Regions from separate parts of the Bos taurus genome. Here region 2 is linked to region 1. Evidence: chromatin contacts called from public Hi-C data. All regions are on one chromosome and are shown on one strand. The core of a region is the stretch at or near the end of the contact, and the rest is flanking DNA. Distances in the headings are between cores, read along the strand shown. Region 1 has its middle 48 kb from the start of AFF1. Region 2 holds the start of AFF1 (ALF transcription elongation factor 1).

Region 1 (2,963 bases), core at 210-2,709:
TTCCTGCCTGGAGAATCCCAGGGACAGAGGAGCCTGGTAGGCTACAGTCCATGGAGTCGAAAAGAGTCAGACACGACTGAGTGACTTGACTTCACTTCAATTTCAGATAGTGTAAGTACTGTGAAAAGATAAGCATGGCCAACACTGTTCTTTTCCTCCCCAGTGCTCATTCCCATTTTTTGTTGCTAAGAGAACCTTGATTATGCATGCGATTAAACTGGGCGCAGCCTTAGGTGACAGATCATGTTTGTTCTCAGCCAGTGATAACAATTTGTATCTTGATTTACCTGTTTCCTCTGAAGCTGGAGGAGGCCATGTGACCTCGTTTTGGTTTTCAGGTAGTAAAGGTTTGGGGAAGGACTTTCCTGATGTGGCTGACATAGCCACACCTTCCTCCTCCCATCTTCCTCCTGCTTGGCATGTTGAAAAGATGTCTGGTTATGACCAGCAACCTTTTTGTACAAAGAGATGATGTGCCTAAAGACAGCACGCTAAATGTGGCCGAGCAGGAAGAGCCAGAGTTCCAAATGGCCTCATTGTATGGCTAAAATTATACCACTAGCCACCTTCCTTTAGACTTGCTATTGTTGCTGTTGTTCAATCTCTAAGTTGTGTTTGACTGTGGATTGCAGCACCCCAGGCTTCGCTGTCCTTCACTATCTCCCGGACTTTGCTTAGATTCATATCCATTGAGCTGGTGATGCTATCTAACCGCCTTGTTCTCTGCCGCCCTCTTCCCCTTTTGCCTTCAATCTTTCCCAGCATCAAGGTCTGGAGAAATTGTTGTTTAGTCGCCAAATCATGTCTGACTCTTTGCAACCCCATGGATGGTAGCTCGCACCAGGCTCCTCTGCCCATGGGATTTTCCAGGCAAGAATACTGGAGTGGGTTGCCATTTCCTTCTCCAGGGGATATTCCCAACCTAGGGATTGAACCCACATCTCCTGCATTGGCGGGTGGGTTCTTTAGCAATAAGCCACCAGGGGAGTCCAGAAATATTAGAAGCCACTGTTAATTAAACAATTATTACTTGCAGCTAGACACATTCTGAACCCATATAGAATATAATGAAATAGCGCATGGGTTGGCTGCAGGCACATCAGTGCTACATTTGCAGCTGCATTCAGGGAGGGCTCTTGGAGAACGTGTTATTTGAGCTGAACGATGGGAGGGAGCTAACAGGCTGTGGGATGTGGACTTGAGTTTGGGGCCTGAACCTTGTTCAAGGCGGTGTCCGCCTTGAAACAGAGGGTTTGAAATGGAGAAGAGGTCGTTGGGGAAATCGTGTTACATTATGAATGTCCTGAGGGCTTCATGTGGCACTGGAGAGCTAAAGGAACTGTAGGCGATCATGTCAGTTGGGGGCCCTGAGAGTATGAACTGCTTGGGGTAGAGTTCTGGAGAATTCAGATGAAAACAGTGTATGACCCATGACTCACCGCTGACACATTGCCAGTTACCAAGAGGCTGTTATTCCTGGAGGGTATGTGTGGAAAAGGGGAAGGCAAGCTGACCAGGGACCAGACCAGACCAGACATCCTCAGGCCTCTGGGCAGTTGTTTTCCTCATATTCTCTGGAAACTGGGTCATGGTCATGGGGCTTTGAGACCTACTTAGCAGCTGTTTGTCCAGTAGAAACGCTTCTCTAATGTATGGATTGTCTTGAACATGTACTTTGGTTGGCAGAAAAATAACCAGAACAGCTACTACTATTGAATGTTCACCATGAGCTTGGCATTGTGCTAAAAATATGACACCCATTTCATTTAACCCTCCAGCAACCCCCAGGAAGCTCCATGTTAATGATAAGAAGGCTGAGACCTTGAGGTCATATAGCTAGGAGGTTGCAAAGCAGGCCTATAAACCAGCACATCATCGCAAAGGCCCCTGAGAGTAGGTTCCCAGGACTGTGCTAGATTTGGAAGCACTTAATGGCCTAAAACCGGAGGGAGGTTCATGAGGGAGGGGACATACATATACCTATGGCTGATTCATGCTGATACATGGCGGAAACCAACACAGTATTGTAAAGCAATTATACTCCAATTAAAAATAAATTTAAAATATAAATAAAATGTAAAAAAAAAAAAACCACCCTAAAACAGAATATTTGAAAATATCCTGAGTCTTTTTTTTTGTATTCCTCTTCTTCTTTCCTTGTAATTATATATGTGTATGGTGTGAGTGTCTGTAAAACTTCAAAAAAAAAAAAACAACAACTTTTTTTTTTACTTGAAATGTTTTTCCTTCTATTTTGGGGAGAAAAAGCAGTTTGATGTATGTGACATTTTTATTTCTGAATAAATTTGCATTGCAAGAGGCTGAAAGGACTGTGGAAGGGTCACTTAAATAGATCTGACAGAGTGCATGTCTACATGAAACAGTCTGTGTCAGTTACATAAAAGGTAAGATCGACATTGCTGACTTAAATAAGAACTGCTGTGTACTGAATGTCCATGATGTGTCAGTGTGCGGGGCATTTTAGCTAGATTTATAAAGCACTGTTCTTGGTGACTCTGTAAAATAGGCCATTTTTCCATTTTACAGGTGGGAGCACTGAGGCTGGTAGAGCTTAATTTGCCCAAAGTGATCACCTGTCTTGCTTAAGCTTCCTTTTTTTTTTTGGCTGTACAGCATTACTCTATTTTTAAAATAGAGCCACGTTGGAATCTTACCTGCTTTACATTAAAAAAAATTATTTCATTTATTTGGCTGTTGGGTCTTAGATGTGGCACACAGGATCTTCGTTGCATCGTTCAGGATCTTTCATTGTGGAGCGCCAGCTCTAGTTGCCACATGTGGGTTCAGTAGTTATGGTTCAGTCAGTTGCTCTGAGGCATGGGGGATCTTAGTTCCCTGACCAGGGATTGAACCCATGTCCCCTGCATTGAATACTGGATCACTGGGGAAGTCCCTTACCTACTTTTTTTAATGGGAGGATTTTAAACTGGCTCCCCCACCCC
Region 2 (2,963 bases), core at 234-2,733, 48 kb after region 1:
GGTCAAGGTTTAATAAAAGTAGTAATCCCTACTACTGGTCATTTCATTAAGGATATATGTAAACACTTTTTTTTTTTAACTGCTAATGTGTGGTGAAGAGCCACTGCCTTGTTGAGTGATAAGGCTCCAGCAGTTTCCCCACAATTGCTTTTGCACCATCAGTGCAAATGTCAGCACAGTGAAAACGACAGTGTCTTTGTGTTATTCTAAAAATAGCTGTGACCTTTGAGAAGGTCTCAGGGACTCCCGGGAGACCACGAATCACACTTTGAGAACCACTATAAAGATGCTTTTGTGCCTTCCTCCTACCCCATCAGCCCCCACCCCACAGCCTTGCAGTTTTCAGGCAGATGTCAACATTTCTCTGTCCATGGCTCCTTAGTAATACAGTCTGGAGTAGCTCTGCGAGTTTTGTGACATCGTCATGATTCTAGGCGGCAGGGGGACATGCATTTAAGTTTTCAGCCCCCGACAGCGTGCTGCTGGTCTCCAGTGAGATGCTGAAGCCCACCTTTCCTCCTGTTTGGCGACGTTGTCTCTTGCTTAGCTCTAGGCAGAGTTTAAATGCCTTCCCTGGTCCCCCCAGTAGGACACGGTTTCGTTTGTAATTATAGCGTTTAATATATTGTCGGCTTGCATGCTAAGTTATTTTCTAAAAACTGGTCAGTTCCTTAATGACGTCTTTCGGTGCCAAACGAGTTGCTGTTGCCTTTTCGTGTCTGCATGTTGTCCAGTAACAGAGAGGGCGTTTTGTAAACATTTGTTTCAGTGAAACGAAATCAAAACTGAAAGCCAACAAAGTCTAACAAGTGTGCGGTAGTCACACATTTCCTGACTGTAAGCGTTGGCACGATCAAAAGTAGAGAACTTGGTCTGCTGCTGTGTTTTTTGGTTTTTAATTCCTAGTTCACTTCAGGTTCTGGGGCCCCAATATTCAACACCGATTCAAACCGGGGCTGGAGTTCGGAGCGTCGGGGTACTGCGTGTTCCGGCCGTGTGTGTACATTGCTAAAACCTTGGCAGGAGAGCGGTCGCCAGGAGCCTGCAGGCGGGGCTCGGCTGCGAGCGGGCCAGCTGGGCTGCGTCGGCGCTCGGAGCTCGGCGCCCCCGCCCGGCGCAGCCTCGGGCTCGCCGGGCCGAGCGCCCTGCCCTTTTAAGGAGTCGGGCCGTACCACCAGAACTTTGTGGGCGGGGGTGTCCGGGCGAACTCGGACACCTCGAGGTGAGCCCAAGGACGGTTTTCTTTACCCTGCTAACGCGAGCCGGCGTGCCAGCGCTGCTTGGCGGGAGCTGCGCTTTGGTGGGCTCGGCGCCGAGGGAGCCCTCGAGGCGTCCCTTCCTCCGGAGTCGCCCGCAGGGATCGCGGTCGCTGTGGGCTTCGGACGCGACGCTCCCCCGGCCGGTCCGGAGTGGAGCGCGCCTGCAGAGGCCCCAGTGCCCGGATGTCTATCAGGATTAGCGCGAGCCAATACGCTCGGAGCCGGAGGCTGCGCTGAGGACGGCCGGGCTCCAGGAGCAGGTAGTCCCGTCACCTCGGGGAGTCGCGCTGGGGAATCGTCCCCGCCCGGCCCCGGCAAATGGTGAGCGCGGCGCCGGCAGGAGGGCCGCGGCTTGGAGGCGCTGATGGACGGCAGACCTTGAGCTCTACAGACTGAATTATGGCAGCCCAGTCAAGGTAAGGCAGGCACTGAGAAACTTTTCCAAATGTGTGTGAGTGGCGAGGGGGATGGAAGGTTGCAGAGGAAGGGTTGGGGTACCGTGAAGAAGACGGGCAGGAAGCAGCTTTGTCATTGCTTTCTCATCGTTATTTATGTCAGATTTAAAAGTAAAAAAAAAAAAAGTCTGGAGGACGTACTAGACCATTTCTGCAGAGGACAGGAAGAGGGGTCGAGTTAAAGTTAAGGTTCAAGTTAGATTTCTCTTCTCTGGCCGCCCCCCAACCCCCATAATTATTTTCAGGGAGATCAAGTTGGCTTAACCTGTCTGCCTTTGCCCAAATCGTCCTTTAGTTTCTTTGTGCACCTCATTTAGGTTCTCCTGATTTTTTCCCCCCTCCCTCTGGTAATGCCTTGAGCAGCATTTTGGAAATCAATTAACGCGAAACAGTTCGCCTTGGGGGTTGGTGGTTGAGAATTTGCCAGGTAAGTAACTGGAAATTTTACTGCCAAAACGTACGATCGCACATAAAACGGCACAGCTTTCGTGAATCTGCTGAGTAGGCAAAGACCGGGAATGTACCGGCGTTGGTGAAGGGAGAGGATAATGAACAGCAGTTGCTGTCAGAGGAACGCTATAGTAAGAACCTCCAGCTCTGACTTTCCCTGGTTTGTTACCTCTTCTTTTTTTTCCTTTTGGTAAATGAGCCTTTAAGAGCGATGACAAGGCGTCAGTGATTATGAGATTCAGACTGCTGTGTGGCTGTCATTTTAGTAGTGACAGCAGTTGGGGCTAAAGGAGGCTTAAGAACTTAGATATGCCGTCTTTTTTAACTTTCAGTTTTATTAGAAAGTCCTTTGGTGTCACGTTTAAAATAATTGGAGGGCTCCTCAAGTTGCTTTTTGAGGTCGTAGAGTCATTTGGGGGAACCTTACAAGGCTAAACACAAGTCGGGTCTGAAGACCCAGATATGTCAGAGAAATAGATGCTTTCCTGTTGAAGGGTAGGCTTGATGAGTTTACATTTTTTTTCCTAAGAGATAGAACTTCATAGGAAGAGAACTTCACTCTATAGAGTGTCTCCTATATGCTCTGTATATAATTAATCCTCTCCTCTCAGTGGTTTATCTCCTGCCCCCATTTTATTGGTTTTTCTAAGAAGGAGATTCTTGGGGCCGTGTTGTAGGAAAACTTTGCTGAGAAACTACAGTTGCATCTTGATTTTTACTAGTCTTGACTGAAATGTAAACTGCCCGAAGGGTCCAGGGCATCAAAACCTTGGATTAAGATATTGTGATTAAGAAACTA

What was found. Hi-C and Micro-C count contacts between places; a contact is called where the count stands out from the background.
Region 2: a Hi-C map of an unstated tissue shows a contact between it and region 1, with 2.1 times the contacts expected there. The contact joins the promoter of AFF1 here to the enhancer-like site in region 1. A contact is called at or near these places in 2 of 11 Hi-C or Micro-C datasets (skeletal muscle and an unstated tissue).

The regions. Positions count from the first base shown.
Region 1 is chr6:101,859,177-101,862,139 of ARS-UCD2.0, forward strand. It overlaps a transcript of AFF1 not described here. Among named protein-coding and RNA genes, the nearest start is that of AFF1, 48 kb to the right of the region's middle. Within about 2 kb of position 1,460, at least 22 of the 102 cell types and tissues checked have an H3K27ac peak or open chromatin away from gene starts, as enhancers often do.
Region 2 is chr6:101,907,105-101,910,067 of ARS-UCD2.0, forward strand. It overlaps AFF1 (ALF transcription elongation factor 1), which reads left to right and starts at 1,484. Exons shown (of 21, transcript NM_001191525.3): 1 at 1,484-1,675. The coding sequence starts at 1,659.